6 separate regions of the Mus musculus genome follow, and regions 1, 3, 4, 5 and 6 are each linked to region 2. Evidence: chromatin contacts called from public HiChIP or PLAC-seq, Micro-C and promoter capture Hi-C data. All regions are on one chromosome and are shown on one strand. The core of a region is the stretch at or near the end of the contact, and the rest is flanking DNA. Distances in the headings are between cores, read along the strand shown. Region 1 holds the start of Eif6 (eukaryotic translation initiation factor 6). Region 2 holds the start of Pigu (phosphatidylinositol glycan anchor biosynthesis, class U). Region 3 holds the start of 2310005A03Rik (RIKEN cDNA 2310005A03 gene). Region 4 holds the start of Edem2 (ER degradation enhancer, mannosidase alpha-like 2). Region 5 overlaps a (nonagouti). Region 6 holds the start of Ahcy (S-adenosylhomocysteine hydrolase).

Region 1 (2,700 bases), core at 190-2,689, 470 kb before region 2:
CTAAATCTGAATTTTGTTTGCCCAGACACAACACATAGAATCTGCAGTTCCTGTGTTTCTATGTACATAAAACATGGACACTACAAGGATGTTTCAGATGCCCGTACAGTACACAGAGAACAATGACTAGGTACACCCATAGATGCATAGAGCGAGTATACAGAGCTCTCTGATTAACTCAAAAATAAAACTTCTGTTGCAGGTACATAATCAATATGGTCTGCCTAAATGAATGGCCACAGAAAATTCAAGCTTCTAGTACACACTGCAGAGCCCCCCTGAGACTCAGAAACTATAAATACACATATGACTCTTCATCCTAACTCTGCACCAAGCTGTGCTCACAACCTCACCCTGAACATTCCCTAGAGCCGAAAGGCTACTTAGATGCAGATTCTGAGGGCTGAAGCTTAAAAGCACAAACCTCAGAGAACAAGACAGATGTATTAGATGAAAACTGTATTAGGGACAGAGGGTCATGGAGATAGTAGAGCGATCGACAAAGCTTATCAGAGAGAGGCTGACTTGGAGGCTGGTCTTGAAGGACAGGGGGAGAGCCAGGTGGAGGAGAGTTAAGAGTTCTTGGTAGAGTAAGCCAGAGAGTGGTGTGGGGCTCAATGAGCGGATCTGGGGTGAGCTGGGGGAGATAAGCAGAGCACGTAGTTGAACACTTAGACACAAACACACAGACCACCTTGCTGAATGTCTCTGGAAGCTCGGGCTGCAGCTGGTCATGGGTCTTTCTCCTGAACTTAGCACCTGCAGGAGACTGTGCATGGTACTAATCAATAAAGGCAATTGTGGCTAGACCCCGTAGCAATCTGATGTGTTCTCGGTTATGGGACTGTATGATGGGGCTGGGGAAAGGGCGCCGCGCCATTTATGCCCCTTTCAGATCAGATCTTCTTGGAGAAGAATGAATGGCATAAGACAGTCTGCGGTAAGTGATTCTCTGCTCCTTTTACCTTCCACTGTGGCATTCTGAGACACCCTGGGGACTTTTGTATATTCTACACTAGTTGAGACAAGTTTATTCTATGAAAATGGGCCATACCACTATCCCCAGGGCTGCTGATGGGGTGATAAACTGCGTGATAAACACATCAAGGAAGCAAGTCAGCTCTCAGATCTTTGCTTACCCTAGAACCCTTTCTCCTCCAATCTCTCCGTAACACATTTCCCCGTCTCCATTGTCTTCTTCAGCCTATGGTTCTTATGCCTCCTCCAACCACTTTATCCTGGTCTCTTGGTTGATCTCTATGCCAAATTTCAATCTTCAACCCTTGACCCTTGCCACTGGTCCAGATTCCCACTTCCGTCCGCGTGGCCGGGGTGTGATTATCCTCTTTCTCAAATCCGCCCTTTTCCCGTCCTTACTCGGTAAATAAAGCCCTCCAATCAATCCAGCTCCAACCAGACAACACCGGTTCCTCATTTCCTCATCTTTTCATTTGCCCAGCCTCAGGTTTGATTGATTATTCCTTCTAAAAAGACCCACTAGGAGGTGAAGCCAAAAACCTAAAGCAAGAAAACGTGCAGGAGGCGGGGTCGGGCGGAGTCACCTAGTAACCATCGAGTCCTCCCAAAGGGTGGGGCTAGAGTGACCAGCAGCTCCGCCCGGCTCCTGCGCGCTCCCGGAAGCGGGCCTGGGAGGAGGCGGAAACGGAAAGCTAGTTACGGGAGAAGTTGTTGCAGCGTGTAGACATTGGAGTCGCTTGGTGAGCTGTTGGGACTCTGGGCGGCAAAAGTCAGTTCCGGGTCGCAGGGCGAGAGGACTTGGGGCAGGAGAGCCAGGAGGGATCCGTCCGCACGCCCGGGCATCTGAGGGGCCCGAGAGGGCGGGGTTTGAGGAGGCGAGGCTGGTTGACCCGGCTCCGGAGTGGATCTGTCGGCCCAGAACCCGCAGTCGTGCTGCCCCCCAGCCTCTCTCATGGCGGTCAGAGCGTCGTTCGAGAACAACTGTGAGGTCGGTTGTTTTGCCAAACTCACAAACGCCTACTGCCTGGTGGCCATCGGAGGCTCAGAGAACTTCTATAGGTGAGGCGAGAGCTTCTGGTCCCGAGCCGCCGGGGCGGGAAGGGAAGGGAGGCGGAGAGCGAGAGGTCTGAAAAGAGCGACCCACCCCAGTAAGCAGCGAATCCGTGTTTCTACAGTGTGTTCGAGGGTGAGCTCTCCGATGCCATTCCCGTGGTGCACGCATCCATCGCCGGCTGCCGAATCATCGGGCGCATGTGTGTGGGTAAGGCGGGTGGAAGACGCCGAGGGACACAGCGAAGCACTCTGAGTCATTAGTTTCCTGGAGCTTACCCCCAGTGATCGGGGGATTCCCAGGCTTTCGGGCCCAGTGGACTTTGGAATCTGACGGGTGTGTGGGACTCGAACTGCAGATCAAGAACACTGTCTCTCAGACTTGAGAGTAGCCGGAGCGAAATACCATTAAGTGCTGGCTATCATTCTTGGTCTCGTTTTTCCTTCACAGGGATACTGGAAAGCATGGGTTGTCGCTCGGAACTATGTGACTTACAGAGTCCCACACCTAAGGGCGGAGGAGAGGATTTGCATCTCTCTCCTGCCTCTGAATATGAACAAGTTGCTTCTTGTTTTTGAGCATCAGTTTCTCCCTCAGGAAATAACTAAGGTCCCAGGTCACCCTGTTCAGCTGCATTTAATTCTTACAATTTCTTTTTTTGTTTGTTTTTT
Region 2 (2,700 bases), core at 122-2,621:
CTGAGCCTTCTCTCCGGCTGTCTTTCCTGATTCTCATTTATATTTGTTGTTTCCTGACTCCGAGGCTGTCCCCTCTGCTTGGAAACCATGAGAAGGCATCCTGCCGTTCTCATCTAAAATGTCACCCTGTTCTGTCACCAGCATTCCTCCCTTCCCCATGGATATTCTCAATTATGCATTTTATTTTATTTTATTTTATTTTTCTAAAAATATAGTTTTTCCTTTTTAACTGGGGTACAGTATGATAACCCAATACAGTATACAAGTAATCATAGGGTAACTGACATATGACTTCAAACATTACTGTGCTAGGAAAAATCAAAAACCTCTACTCCCTATTTTGAAGTATTCAATACTTTTTGTTAACCATGGTCATACAATCGATGCACTGTTCCATTTTCTTCATGGATATAAAAATTTCTTGCATAATTAATTATTATAGCTAATTTTAAAGCACCCATGTAGCACTTTTCATACATAACGACTGTTGGCGCTTATCAACGGGCTCTGTTGGCGCTTATCAACGGGCTCTCCAAACCCCTGACTTGTTATGTTTGCTTATCTCTGAGCTGTACACACTCCCACCTGGAGGGATTTCAAGCTACCAACCTGAACTGAGAAAAGCAAAACTGCATCCTACACAGAATTTGCTGCAGTACATGTCCTGGTTATTATTCTCAACTTCACACAATCTAAGGTCATTTTGGAAGAGGAAACCTCAGTTGAAAAATTGCCTTCCATCAGATTGGTCTGTGAGAAATTGTCTTGATTTTGAAAAATTGATTGATGTGAGAGGGCCCAGTTCATTGTCGGAGGAGGAAGCATCCCTGGGCAGGTGTGCTGGTGTTGTGCATGAAAGCTGTTTGAGCATGAGCAGAAGAGAAAGTCTATAAAAGCAGGGTTCTTCCGCGGTTTTAGCCTCAAGCTCCTGCCTTGAGTTCCTGCTCTGACTCCCTCGGTTAAATAACTTGCTGAAGGTCGCAAAGCTAATAATTAACCACTCCAAAGTGTTTCCTCGCCACACAATATAGTGCCTTGAGGATGGTTGGCGCTCAGTAAATACGAGTGTCGCACTTTTTAAAAATATAAAGGTAAACATTTTAACATTAAAATATTCACACGAGTGAAATTATTTCTTTAAATTTTGCTCACGATCTCAGTAAAATAGGTACAATATTTCTTCACTTCTCTTGCTTGATCAGAGGCGTAGTCCAAACCTTTGCAAAAAGTTTGACACATCCCACTTTCCGTCGACTCGCCGCAGGGCTTTCTGGGAATGGTAGTCCTAAAGTCTGTGTGCTCCAGCAACAGCCACGGCACTCGTTCCACGGAGGTACTACAGTGTGGCGCGCAAGTCTTGAGGCTCTTCCGCATTGCCTGCGCGCCCGCCTCAGTTATCATGGCGGCTCCCTTGGCCCTGGTGCTTGTGGTGGCCGTGACCGTGAGGGCGGCCTTGTTTCGCTCCAGTTTGGCCGAGTTCATTTCCGAGAGGGTGGAGGTGGTGTCCCCACTGAGCTCTTGGAAGAGAGGTGAGGCCACTGACTAGAGTAGGGCGGTCGGCGCTCTGCCAGCCTGTGAATTGAATTGGAGGTGGAGGAGGTGGACACAAGCGCACGGTTCTGTGGAGACTGACCCGCGTCTGGGGGTTCTTTTCGAGCTGAGGGCGGAGCTTTGGTGTGGAGGATGGGGTGTGGAGGAGATGTGGAGTGTGAGCCCCACTACCCTAGGGATGGGTATCCGAGGGGGCGTGTCCCAGTATCCCGAGTCAGGCGGCGGGATCCGCGGAAGGATGGATATCCGAGGGTGATGTGTGCATTGGGACTTGTGAAGTGTTAGCTTTTGACAGTGAGATTGCTGGGGGTGTTCCACCGAGTAGCAGATAGCCGAGCCGGTGACCAGGACCAAGGTAACCAGTGCCTTTGTAAGAAAGGCAGCTGTGTACTTCAGTCACCTATGCCCAATCTAGGATTCCTCGTGAAGTTTTTCTTAGTTTGCTTTTTAAATATATGTATGTATGTGTGTGTGTGTGTGTGTGTGTGTGTGTATTAAACCCTATTGCATACTATCGCCTCCAAGAAGACAGAGATTGAGCTGAAGGAGCCACAGGACAGTAGAGGAGACGAACAAGTTTCTATAGTCACTTCCTTAGTGTCTGACCCTGAGTAAACTGCCTTCCCTTTTCCGGAATGAATGAATGAAGGACCAGGTTTGGGAAAAGATTAGAAAAAAGAGGACTTTAAGGTTGCAAAGGATCAAGAAATACCCGAGGTTGTGAAATATTCAGAGCAGAAAAAGATGTGGGTTAGGTTGGGGCTACAGTTTGATTTATTTATTTATTTATTTATTTATTTATTGTCATTATTACTTGTGTGTGTATGGGCGGGGGTTGTGTGTGCTTGTGGTGTGTGTTCAGAAGCCAAAGGAGGATGTCTGGTGTCTTTCTGTATTACTCTACCCTTTATTTCCTAAGATGGGGTCTACTTGAACTTGAAGCTATTTCAATTGGGCTGTATGCCCCCACCCCCGGGGGTTTCTGCCGGTCTCCACTCCTACAATCCTCCCAATGCTGGAGTTACAGGCATCTCAGGCAATGGTTATTTTGGGTCTTTTGACAGGGGTGCTGGGAATTTAGATTCAGATCTTCATGTTTGCACATTGAGTGCTCTTATCCCCTGAACCATCTGTCTAGATCAAGTTTAA
Region 3 (2,700 bases), core at 12-2,511, 260 kb after region 2:
TGTGCCACCACCACCCGGCGTCTCTGTACTTGTAACACATGGTCTGAATGCCTCTTCTGATGTTGATGCTATTCTGAAAGTGTTGGGAGGTTGTCAGGAGGTTAATCATATCAGGAAACTAAAGCCAGCATTGTGGGAGTGGGTTGATCATCAGAAGCAAGAGCAAGACCAGCCCCCACCAACAGCCCCAGCATACACACACACACACACACACCCTGTTCCTTTTTTTCCATGCATCTGAGTCATGATGCAGCAAGAAGGCCCTCAGCAGAGAGCTCAAGGACTTTGAGCCAATTAAACTTCTTTATACGTGTTATAGCAGCAGAAAATGGACTCAGCCCCTAGCTGTGTGGCTCTTTCCTTGAGCAGCTTGACATGGGAGCTGACTCTCCCCATAGCCAGTGGCTCAAGAGAGCAAGATAGAACTTCTCATGGCTTCTCTGACCTGAGGTTGGGCTCTCACTTCTGCAATCCTTCAGTGGTTACAGAGGCCAGTCGCATTCGTGAGAAGGAACTGCCTACAACAGGGAATAGATACCCTGTGGGAGGAACCCCCCCCCTCCCCCCTCCTCCCCCCTTCCCCAGAAAACTGTCCACGTAAGGGCATAGACACCCTGAGGTAAAGATCACTGAGGGCCATCTCGGAGCCACCAAAGCAATAAACTAATTTATCCAAGGTCACGCCCATAGGAAGTGTTATCCCTGAGCTTTGTGAGTTTGTGTGCAAGTATGTGTGATATGTGAATGCACACACGTCTGGGGATGTGCCTGCTCACACTGGTGTAAGTTGAAGTCACGGCTTGACAATGGGTGTCTTCCTTATTGCTTCCACACCTGATTTTTTGAGACAAGGTCTCTCATTGAAACTGCAGCTGAATGGTTTGACTAGATTGACCTGCTAGAAAGCCCCACCCACAGGATCACCTCTATCTACTCACTCCCACACTGGGACTACAGAAGCTTACTGCCACACCTGGATGTTATGGGTTCTGGAGATTTGAACTCTGGAACGTGTGCTTGTATAGCAAGTATTTTATCTATGGGCTATTTTTCCAGACTCTAGAGGCAGGCTTTGAACTCTGGCAATTACTGCATTACAGACTTGACAGTCAGACAGGCAAGAGTCTGTCCTGGAGACACGCATGCTTCAGATTCCAGGGGTCAGGTGACCAGACACTATCTTATGTGTCAGATGGACACTCGTCAGAGATGTGGACTTGAGTGTGCTCATAAAAGGCTATGCACACATCGCTTCTCGGTGTGGACTCGGCGTGTCAAAGGGAACCCGGATTTTAGCTCCAGCTCTGTGGTTGTTAGTAATATGGGACCTCAGACAGCTTTCGGCCCCTTAGGGATCCTTTGTTTTCTCCCCCATGTGCCAGAATAGTTCAATTCCATGGACTCTGAGGTCCTCTAGCAGGGAGACTGGGGGATTTCATGCATAGAGCTGTTCATGGGGAATGCTCAGGGGGTTCCCTTCCTACATTCCCTGACTCTCTTGAGCCACCCTTTCCAAAGTGCTTTAAGAATTGTCTCTGATTGATGGATACTTAAGTTGTCTTCAAGTGAAGTGGACCCTTCAGGTGTGAGGGGCACCCTTCTTAACACGCACCAGATCAGGCCAGGCGGCTCAGCCCAGCTTCACCCGCAGCTGGCTGGTACCATTGTTTCCCCATAAAGCCGGGCTACTTTCCAATTGCTGATGCCCTCTGGCCAGGGGTGAGGCTCAAAGGACTTAGTTGTGTAGCTTCCTCCCTCCCCTAGGGCAGGCCTGGGTCACCCAACAGGCTGACTCAGCCCCTGCAGAGGAACAAAGACGATAGAGATGGTTAATGGAAAGAATTTGACATTTACTACCGCCCGAAAGAAACTTCAAATAATTACCATGAGGACTATCCCCACACTTATTCTGCAGTCCACTGACATCTTACAAACGTTGGGATGTAGGCACTGTTCTCAATTCCAGTACTTAGGGACCCATATTATTATTTTAAAAGATTTGTTTTTCACATGTGTGTGTGTGTGTTGATGTGGGTGCACTCACTCATGCATGTGTGTGGAGGCCAGAGGTCAAAGTTCAGCGTCATCCTCTGTCCTTCTCCAGCTTATTTTTGGGGAGAAATTGCTCACTGAACCTAGCATGAGATTGGCTGGCAGCTGATTCCCCGGGGATGTGCCCGTCGTTATGCAACTGTGCTGGCATTATTGATGATCATACCATGCTTTGTTGTAAGTACCAGCCCGGGTCCTCAGGCTGACACAGCGAGCGCTTTACCTACTGTGCCACCGCCCCAACCCTAAAAATCCTTTACTTTACAAAGTTTCTCCTCAGTATTAAACCCTGTAGGAATTATGAAGAGGAGGCTCCACCCACTTCTAAGATGATGAAAAGACAGAGCAAAAAGAAGTGCAATTCCATCTCTGCCCAACTGGTGGTACAGTACTCTCCATGCATGTAACTCCTTCAGTCCTTGCCACCATTTCTCAGACCACTGCCAGGAAATCTTCCCCTCACAGATGAAAAAATGTCCATGAGGTGATGCAGTCTGTCCAGGATCACACAGCCAGTCGGTGTCAGAGTCTGTGGAGAAAAAGTGAAATTCCTCTTTTGGTCCCTTTTCCAATCCTTGCTGCAGAGTAACCTGCTCGTACCCGCACATCACACATTGTGCAGGGTCTGGTTTGTATGCATTGGTGCTA
Region 4 (2,700 bases), core at 188-2,687, 370 kb before region 2:
CAGAGGACTCTACACCCTTTTCTGGCCTCAGAGGTGACCTGGCATGCACAAAATTATGTACAAAATCCTCATGTACATAAATAAATAATATTATTGTGTGCTCCAAACTTGCTTATAACTCTTCACCTATGCTTATGTAAGCAGCCCTAATTAAACCTAATCTACCCCAATCACAACCACAAAAAATGACAGTAGGAGGGGTTTGGGAGGAAAAAGGAGGAGAGAAGAATGGTGAAGGTAATGGGGGAGGGGCGGTGACCAGAACATATTCATACATATATGAAATTGTCAAAGAACAAGAATTAACAAACAAACAAACAAACAAACAAACAACTGGGCCAAAGAAGGCAGAGTCTGCCTGCACTTTGCTCAATAAATGGAGCAGCCATTTCCCTCTGAATTTTTCAGCAAAGAAGAGTTGGGCAATGCTAGAATTAAAGAAAAGTTCAAATTAAAAGGATCTCAAATATCAGTTTAGACAAACCCTTTCATAAATGTGGGTGCTGTGCCTGGAGGATGAGAGGGACTCCTTTAAGGTTATATAGGTTATGTGTGAATGGTAGAGTCGTAATGAACCCCAATCGAACTTCAAATCTAGGGTTGTCTACAGCTCATTCCACTGACCAAAGAGAAGGGGGTTGCTGTAGATAGCGCACTAACAGAGTCTAGGACCTAGCAAGAGAGTGGGGAAACTGGCCCAGATGTTCTTTTTATTTTGTTTTATTTTGTTTTTTCGAGACAGGGTTTCTCTGTGTAGTCCTGGCTGTCCTGGAACTGACTTTGTAGACCAGGCTGACCTCGAACTCAGAAATGTGCCTGCCTCTGCCTCCCAAGTGCTGGGATTAAAGGCGTGCACCACCACCGCCCGGCCGGCCCAGATGTTCTTAAAGGAAGAATGCTGGGTCTTCATTCTCACCAGGGATGGCAGCCACTGAGATGGTCCAGGTAAAGTCCTGGGTTGATTTAGAGACTGAAGGGACCGTGATTTCATGGCACCCTAAAGTGAAAGACCGTCATAAATGTATGAATTCCTAGAACAAAAGGGATTTCTGGAAACCTTAAGGCTTTGGGAAAATAATTCTAGAGTTTACTTACACAATGGTTTGTCAAACCCTGTGTCTATTATAGTCAAAGCCGAACATTTTTCATCCATATTTACATAGGCATCTGCTCAAATCTTGAGTACCTGCTAGCCCCTCCTTTAAAAGGTATTTGGAAAAAAAACAAAAATTAACTAGATGGCGCCTGTAAAGTGCTCCTAACACTTTAATTCACCGAAGGTGCTCAACAAACAGAAACTGGGATTGTGAAAACATTATTAACAGCAGCCACAGCAACCACTGTCTTTAAGACACGTTGAACTCCTCTCTGTAGACCAGAAATCCCGAGATGCTCTTTTGCCAGGGCTCCACCGCCCATTGCATCCTGGGCTTTGTAGTCAGGAAGTGAGAGGCTTCTTGCCCAACGCGCAGGCGTCGTGGTGCGTATCCCCGGAAGAACCAGCCGCGGCTCGGAGGATGAGCTGGTGGCGGTGGCTGCAGCTGCTGCGGCGGCACTGACAGGACACGAGCTCTATGCCTTTCCGGCTACTCATCCCGCTCGGCCTCGTGTGCGTGCTGCTACCCCTGCACCATGGTGCGCCAGGCCCCGACGGCACCGCGCCCGACCCCGCCCACTACAGGTGAAGGGGGCCAGGCTCCCGCTCTCTACGGCTGGGGAGTGGCAAGCGCCCACCGGGTCCCTTCCCTTCCCTCCACCCCAGGACCCCCACCCTGACGTGCTCTGGTCCCGCTGCTGGGCCCTCGGCAGAAATCATTTTGTGGTTCCCATTCTCCGTCCTGTGTCTGGTCCTTTCTCCCGCCTGGTTTTGTGTTCTGGCCCCCTACCTTATTTCTCATCCCTCGAACCAGGGAGCGAGTCAAGGCCATGTTCTACCACGCCTACGACAGTTACCTGGAAAATGCCTTTCCCTACGATGAGCTGAGACCTCTCACCTGTGATGGGCACGACACCTGGGGCAGGTAGAGCCAGCTTGAGGGCCAAGGGGGTTGGCCGGGATCATAGGAGGGCTGGTGGCTTCATGGTCTCACTGATTGTGGAAAGTTTCCGACCTGGGCTGATTCAACCCCGTCCCCTCAGTCCAAACCAGCGCTGTCAGAACTACACAGCTTTTCACAGTACAAAAAAGTCTTGGCTTAACTTGGCAGGCTAGCCCTCTGGACTCACCTCAGCCGAACAGGCAACCACGTATGAGGACTTGGGGACATTTCTGGAGTCACAAAATATTTTGAAAAAACTCCCGGGAGTCAGGAAACTCAACTCCTTCATTTTATAGGTGGGCGCACAGGCCCAGGAGGAACGTTATTCTCCCCACAGTTAAGACCCTTTGTAGTTGGTGTACTCTTTATGACTGAAAAATATTTCCCGTCTAGCTTCATACCAACTCCTCTCACCGCCATACATACAAGTCACCTGATTCATTTTCGTTTAGTAATTCTGTGTTACCATATCATCTTTTCATTTTCACTGGAATAAAGAACCCAGTCGAGCAAAGAATCATTGCATTAGCCAAAACTGACACTAGGGCTGTAATCCTGAGTTGGTTTTTGTTTTGTTTTGTTTTGCTTCGTTTTTATAGAATGATTTATTGATTTAGTGCGCACTGGCTGTTTGCCTGTATCTATAACCATGTGAGGGTGT
Region 5 (2,700 bases), core at 195-2,694, 310 kb after region 2:
AAACAGACACAAAGGCCTGAAAGACTGATCCTGTATCAGACCTTATGCCTCACTGTACACACACACACACACACACACACACACACACACACACACAAACACACCCCTCTTGCTCCCTCCCCCTCTCTAGTTATCAGTGCTGAGATAAGATAACTTCTCTATGGAATCTTTTTTGGGGGTGGGGGTGGTCAGGCCTTTTTGTTTTCTTTTGGTATTGCTAGTGTAGTAATTTGCAGGGGTAGAGTAGGGGCAACTTAGACTAGGGAAGGAGCTCTGTGCTGCACACTTTCTTCTCAGCCTTTCTTCCTAGCACTATGTGCACAGCTCCATAGCCTCCTCCACAAGTAGACGACATTGTCTATAGCCCTTCCTCTAGTCTCAAAGGGCGTCCATTTGCCCCTCCCTGCTGGTCCTTCCTTACCGAGCCCTGCTTCCCAAACTCTTGACTCCTTCCTGCGAGTGTTCTACCTCGCGCAGTTCTTTCAAAATTACATCACCACACCTCAGCTTCTTACAGACTGAGACTCTGAGGGACTTCAGGAAACAGTCTGGAACATTTTTGGCAATTGGTCCTTAATAATTTCGCTCGATTGCTGCTTTTCAGCCCCATCCCCACTCCCAACCCCCACACTTTCTTACTGGTCAACGGAACTAGGGTGAAGATTGAGGAAGGCTATCTAAAATTTTGTGTCTTTGGGAGTCTAAGCTCAAGATTTTTAGAATTAAAAAAAAAAAGGCTGGGACTACTGCCTGGCGTAAGAAAAACTCTCAGGTCCAAACATCCGTGTGCCCTTGTGACTAAAAGAGGAGTGGGTTTGGGTGGTGACTTTGATTGAGAGCCTCTTAAAAGTTCTGGAATCCTCAACCCAAATCCTTTTGGATTTAGAAAGCCATTGCAAATGCACGGTCCCGCCTCCCCTCGCCCACCCGGCTGAGACTGCTAATGGAATTCTGAACATCTTAAGATTTTTGTGCTCCCGCTTAAGAGAATGGGTGAAAAGACTGGAAGGTGGTTCCCTAATGGCTTCTTTCCCTTAGTTTGGAGGCAGCCTAGACACTGGCAGACTGGAAGGAACTGCCAACATTGTGCCCATCCCTAAGATGCAGCAACAGCAACCACGCGAGCAGCTGTAGGCGCTATGTAGTTTCCCTATGGGCAAGAGTGGCTGGCGCGTGCGCAGACTGCGGGGTATCCGCAAGGACCAGACTCTATAATGGAAAGCGGCCGGAAGCTTTCGGCTTTTAAAAGAAATAGTCACACTTCCTCGGCAGCCTAAAAATATTATTGTATTCTGATTTTAGCTTCCACTAGGTTTCCTAGAAAACCGGTTTTTTGAAAGCGCCCACAAGTCACAACCACTGACCACGCCCACCCACAAGCCCCACCCACAGAGACCCGCCCCTCAGCCTAGAAGCGCGGGACCCTGAAGCCCCGCCCAATCACCCGTTCCCGAAGCTGCGCGCGCAGCGAAGAAGCTGCGTCAGCAGTTGGGGTTGAGTACTCGACAGGTGCAGGCGCTGCCGAAGAAACGGCACTGGCAGGAGGCGCACGGGTCGCAGCAGGCGGGTGCGGGTGGCTTGCAGCTGTCGCGGGTGGCCACGCAGGGCGAAGGTGGCGGGGGCCTTGCCACCTTCTTCATCGAAGCCTTTTTCTGTAGGAGAGACGTTGAGGACTACTGAACGGGCTACGCCATCCTGCGATGCTCATGTACTGTGGAGGTCCAGGACCAGAGACCTCTGCCCCCCTTTTTTTTCATGCACACAGGGCATCCCAGTGGGTCCTTGCCCTCCACCCCAACCTGCACATCGCCTTCATCTTCAAGCTTACCTAGCTCTGACCTGGCCCTTTTCTTAGGCCCCACTTAGCCCCAATTTTAAACAACCTTCCGGTTTGAAGCCTGTCACCATCCGTGTTATCCATTGCCCCTGGGTTAGGCCACTCACTGTCTTCTTTCCCTTAGCCACCCTGTCCTCTAGAGTTAACATCCTCCAGTGGCCAAAGAAGGCCCTTCCTATGACCTCATCGTCCGCTTAAGGGCTCCCAGTGATTTCTCTAGGGAGAAACAAACTTCCTTTTGGCCCTGGAGGACTCCTGTGTTTGGCATCTGTCCTTTGGGCTAGCTACCCCATAGCCTAGAGACATTCTAGCACTGGTAGTCAGGTCCTGTGTGCTGAGGAACCGAGTTTTCTATTTAAGTGTAACGTAAACATATATTTTCCTGTTAAACATAAATACTAGGTCCACATTTAGCGTTGGAATTGATGTGTGCAGTGACAGCTATTTACCAGATTTTAAAGACTGCACAAAAGTAACTTTAAAAAAATTTTTAGATGTTGAAATAGTAATACTTTATACCGAGTTTTAAATATTGTTAGTCTTTTAAGGCAGCTATTAGAAAATACAAAATTATACATTTATGGCTTATACTGTGTTTCTACTGGACATTGCTCTAGATTACTAATTTTTTTTGTTTAATGCTACTTCTCTAGGCTTTCCCCATGCTTTAATTCCTTTACAGTATGTATCATATAAGACTTTAGATTTCTTTATTGATTTACTTGAAGGCTGGTTTCCCCACTCAGACGTAAGCTCCACACAGCTATAATCTCTTGTTTACTGCTGTATTGCCAGCACCTAGCATGTATATGTATTTTGTTCAGTGCTCCCTGCTTTGGTTATAGTTGATCCAATTAATTGAG
Region 6 (2,700 bases), core at 180-2,679, 280 kb after region 2:
TCGAGGTGCTGAGTGTGACTGTCTCAGATCATATCACGCCCTTTCAAAGCTCAGGGGAACACCATAGGAGGAGGAGCAGAAAGAACGTAAGAACTGGATGGAGGGGAGGAGGGTTGTGGACCCACACGGCATGGCCGTTGCAATCAGAACTCACAACTGCAGCTATTTGCCCAGGACCTGCACAACACTGGATCCCCAGCAACATTCAGTCATGGATGGGGGAGGTGTCCCGGGACATTGCTAAAATTCCCTCCTAGGAGACAGAAGCAAAATCTACACCTCCTCCCAAATAAACTGAGGTATGATTCTGCGGAAGATCCTTCTGGGGGAACCGGTGAGGTCAGTGAGCTTCCTGACAACGCATACACAGGTCAGGGGGTACTTACCAGATAGGGGTATGAATGATGCTTTTCCCCAAAGACCACAGCTGGAGACCACACCTCAACCAGCAGGGATGAGGGCCTCGCCAGTAGACGGGTAGCTGGAACCTACTTCCCTGACTACATACTCTAGTCCTTCCCTGAGGTCATGTTCAGTTTAGGCAGAATTGCATATAACAGGAGGTAGGGTGCAGCTGGACACCCAGGAGAAGGTCTTGTGACCCTCCTTGTTACTCCATGAGGAGACAGATAAGTCCAACGGAGGCCAACTTTTTACAAAGGGGCCAACTGAACTCCCCAGAGATGGTATATGCACACAACATGGGGCCTGGTTTCCTTCCTGAAAGCTAGCCGCTGAGAGCCGCTGAGAGAGAAGTCATACTCTTCAGGTGTATAGTCATTGGTGAGTTATCTATGCTCCTGCGGATAGCTCCGCAGTCATTTCCATGTGAGCAGCCTGTGAATCACCAAGAAAGACTACCGAATGAGAAGGTGTTGAGGAGGGGGTGGGGGCGAGCAAGGAAAGGCAAACAGAGGGAGGAGAGAGTGACACAATTGCAACCGGTGATTTTTCTTTCTTTGTTTTTGAGATAGGGCCTCACTCTGTAGCCTCGGTTGGCCTGGAACTAATTAGCGATAGAGCAGACTGGCCTCGAATTTGTGACAAATCTCCTGGCTCTGGCTCCAGAGCGGGAGATTTCAGACACTGTCTCCAGAGTGGGGATTCACAGGCACATACCACTAGGCCCAGCTCTTTACTTTGATCTTGCAAGAGTTTTACAATTGAAGCAGTTAAGGCTCAGGTTAGTAAATTGGCTAGAGTCTAAGAATTCTGCCTTGTTTTGACCTCTGATTCACTGGCTGGACGGATGGGAGAAGAACCGCCTCTCTCCACGCTCCCTCCTAGTCGAGTGCCAGGGGTCCAAAGGCCACAGTGCACAAAATTTATGATTTTTGAGGCAGAGATCAGCCTTGCTCCCGCTCCGCTCAACGCCTCGAGCTAGGCTCCGCCCCTAAGTTTCAGCCCCCAGCAGGTTCATGAATATTCAAATAAGAAGATATTTAAAGACGCCGGCGCCAGGCGTAGATCCCTGCCCCGCGCCGCCCGGCCCCCTTCACTGAGTTCATCAGTCCTAGCGGAAGCGCCGCCAGCATGTCTGATAAACTGCCCTACAAAGTCGGTGAGTCCCAAGGGTTCAGTCCTCCGTGGCGACTCGGCTCCCGTCCTGGGTTTGTTGTCAGTACCGACCTGCGTCTTGTTTAGGTGGCGGCTTCGGGGCGCCCCGGGACCCCTAGAATCGCTGGCCTGGCCGCGCAGGTGCCCGGGGATTGGAGTCCACACGCCGCCGAGAGCCAGGAGTGGGAAACGGCCGCGGACTACAAGTCCCGGCGTGCCCCGCGGTAGGCGCCCAGAGCGGCAGCGCGGGCTGTGATCTTTGGTCGGGCAGCGTGCTCCTGTCGGAGAGACTGGCCATTGGGAAGCGGCCCTAGAGGCCCAGACCCTGGCCCTGGCGTTTGGCGGCTTGGGTGGCCCCTAGCAAGGGCCCACCGTCTTCTGGGCCTTGAGCAGGGCCGGAGAGAGCATCAGTGTTCTAGGTGCTAATGAGGAGAGGCCTGGAAACGGCTAGTCTCGGTGCAACGGGAACTTAGGGTCCCATCTGCTCAATCTCTGGGATATCTAGTGGATGTCTAGAAAATTTGGAGTGGTTAGAAATTACTGTTCGTTTTGTCCCGATTATAGAAAGCTGTCTGAGTAAACACACCTTAACTTGAGCGTTTACAGTGGGATGGGCACTGCCTTATAGCATTATTCTAGACTAACCCGTCTTATTATTGTAGCTCTCCATGGAAGGAACGGTTTTATGTTTACAATGAATATCCAGAGGTATAAAGGGCATTTTCCCAGAATCTTGTAACTGGAAAGCAGCTGGTTAGAATTTGGACTCAGGACATCATGACCTCTAAGCTCATCTCTTCCACTGCTGTCTGTATACAAGGCAATACACTTGAAACAACCCTAATGGAATTTCAACACAATCCAATTCAAACTGTGCCTAGTGACACAAGCTTGTAATCCCAGCCCTGCTATCACTACTGAGGCCAAGGAATCGATCAGCTCATTTCAGAGGTCAGCCTGGGCATACAGTGAATTCCAGACCAACCTGGACAAGATGGGGAGACCCTATCAAAACAAAACTACAAACCAAACAAACAGAAAAACAAAGCAATTCAGGCTGGTTAGCTTTTAAAATAATTTCAATACTCTATTAAATTGGAAAGGGTCCTCAAAGGGAGATGAATGCTATCCCATTACACAGGA

What was found. Hi-C and Micro-C count contacts between places; a contact is called where the count stands out from the background. HiChIP or PLAC-seq counts read pairs in DNA pulled down with a chosen protein or histone mark. Capture Hi-C pulls out chosen DNA fragments and counts their contacts.
Region 1: a contact with region 2 is called in a promoter capture Hi-C map of liver, with 2.2 times the contacts expected there. The contact joins the promoter of Eif6 here to the promoter of Pigu in region 2. A contact is called at or near these places in 1 of 39 promoter capture datasets (hippocampal neurons), 2 of 115 datasets of contacts at active chromatin or transcription factors (memory CD8 T cells and pancreatic cancer cells) and 1 of 9 other capture datasets (liver).
Region 3: an H3K4me3 HiChIP or PLAC-seq map of pro-B cells shows a contact between it and region 2, with 2.5 times the contacts expected there. The contact joins the promoter of 2310005A03Rik here to the promoter of Pigu in region 2. A contact is called at or near these places in 2 of 39 promoter capture datasets (the 3T3-L1 cell line and hematopoietic stem and progenitor cells), 2 of 15 datasets of contacts at CTCF or cohesin (the NIH/3T3 cell line and large pre-B cells), 1 of 484 Hi-C or Micro-C datasets (liver) and 4 of 115 datasets of contacts at active chromatin or transcription factors (the 230-238 cell line, embryonic stem cells and pro-B cells).
Region 4: a promoter capture Hi-C map of adipose tissue shows a contact between it and region 2. The contact joins the promoter of Edem2 here to the promoter of Pigu in region 2. A contact is called at or near these places in 1 of 39 promoter capture datasets (hippocampal neurons), 1 of 484 Hi-C or Micro-C datasets (CD4 T cells), 1 of 115 datasets of contacts at active chromatin or transcription factors (embryonic stem cells) and 2 of 9 other capture datasets (adipose tissue and pancreatic islet).
Region 5: a contact with region 2 is called in a Micro-C map of embryonic stem cells, with 4 times the contacts expected there. The contact joins the enhancer-like site here to the promoter of Pigu in region 2. A contact is called at or near these places in 1 of 15 datasets of contacts at CTCF or cohesin (the NIH/3T3 cell line), 2 of 484 Hi-C or Micro-C datasets (both in embryonic stem cells), 4 of 115 datasets of contacts at active chromatin or transcription factors (bone marrow-derived macrophages, effector CD8 T cells, embryonic stem cells and 1 more) and 1 of 9 other capture datasets (liver).
Region 6: a contact with region 2 is called in a promoter capture Hi-C map of liver, with 2.5 times the contacts expected there. The contact joins the promoter of Ahcy here to the promoter of Pigu in region 2. A contact is called at or near these places in 6 of 39 promoter capture datasets (the C10 cell line, embryonic stem cells, erythroid cells and 3 more), 2 of 15 datasets of contacts at CTCF or cohesin (the NIH/3T3 cell line and large pre-B cells), 8 of 484 Hi-C or Micro-C datasets (B cells, CD4 T cells, LSK cells and 4 more), 15 of 115 datasets of contacts at active chromatin or transcription factors (the 230-238 cell line, the SCID.adh cell line, bone marrow-derived macrophages and 8 more) and 2 of 9 other capture datasets (adipose tissue and liver).

The regions. Positions count from the first base shown.
Region 1 is chr2:155,825,664-155,828,363 of GRCm38.p6, reverse strand. Eif6 (eukaryotic translation initiation factor 6) reads left to right here and starts at 1,439. Exons shown (of 6, transcript NM_010579.2): 1 at 1,439-2,037; 2 at 2,154-2,239. The coding sequence starts at 1,931.
Region 2 is chr2:155,356,095-155,358,794 of GRCm38.p6, reverse strand. Pigu (phosphatidylinositol glycan anchor biosynthesis, class U) reads left to right here and starts at 1,371. Exons shown (of 12, transcript NM_001004721.1): 1 at 1,371-1,529. The coding sequence starts at 1,400. Mir695 (microRNA 695) reads right to left here and starts at 1,978; the gene lies at 1,870-1,978.
Region 3 is chr2:155,098,640-155,101,339 of GRCm38.p6, reverse strand. It overlaps 2310005A03Rik (RIKEN cDNA 2310005A03 gene), which reads left to right and starts at 1,261. Exons shown (of 3, transcript NR_040634.1): 1 at 1,261-1,312; 2 at 2,105-2,229; 3 at 2,333-2,700. It overlaps Gm45609 (a long non-coding RNA gene), which reads right to left. Exons shown (of 3, transcript XR_001783519.2): 3 at 1,830-2,581.
Region 4 is chr2:155,728,212-155,730,911 of GRCm38.p6, reverse strand. It overlaps Edem2 (ER degradation enhancer, mannosidase alpha-like 2), which reads left to right and starts at 1,437. Exons shown (of 11, transcript NM_145537.2): 1 at 1,437-1,681; 2 at 1,911-2,021. The coding sequence starts at 1,575.
Region 5 is chr2:155,049,580-155,052,279 of GRCm38.p6, reverse strand. a (nonagouti) reads right to left here. Exons shown (of 4, transcript NM_015770.3): 4 at 1,268-1,652. The coding sequence ends at 1,482. Among named protein-coding and RNA genes, the nearest start is that of Gm39965, 5.3 kb to the right of the region's middle. Within about 2 kb of position 1,444, at least 406 of the 459 cell types and tissues checked have an H3K27ac peak or open chromatin away from gene starts, as enhancers often do. A contact at or near this core is called in the NIH/3T3 cell line, bone marrow-derived macrophages, effector CD8 T cells and 3 more, where this site is marked.
Region 6 is chr2:155,073,226-155,075,925 of GRCm38.p6, reverse strand. It overlaps Ahcy (S-adenosylhomocysteine hydrolase), which reads left to right and starts at 1,429. Exons shown (of 10, transcript NM_016661.3): 1 at 1,429-1,561. The coding sequence starts at 1,534. It overlaps Gm39966 (a long non-coding RNA gene), which reads left to right and starts at 1,752. Exons shown (of 2, transcript XR_866885.2): 1 at 1,752-1,976; 2 at 2,220-2,700. It overlaps Gm45609 (a long non-coding RNA gene), which reads right to left and starts at 1,414. Exons shown (of 3, transcript XR_001783519.2): 1 at 1-1,414.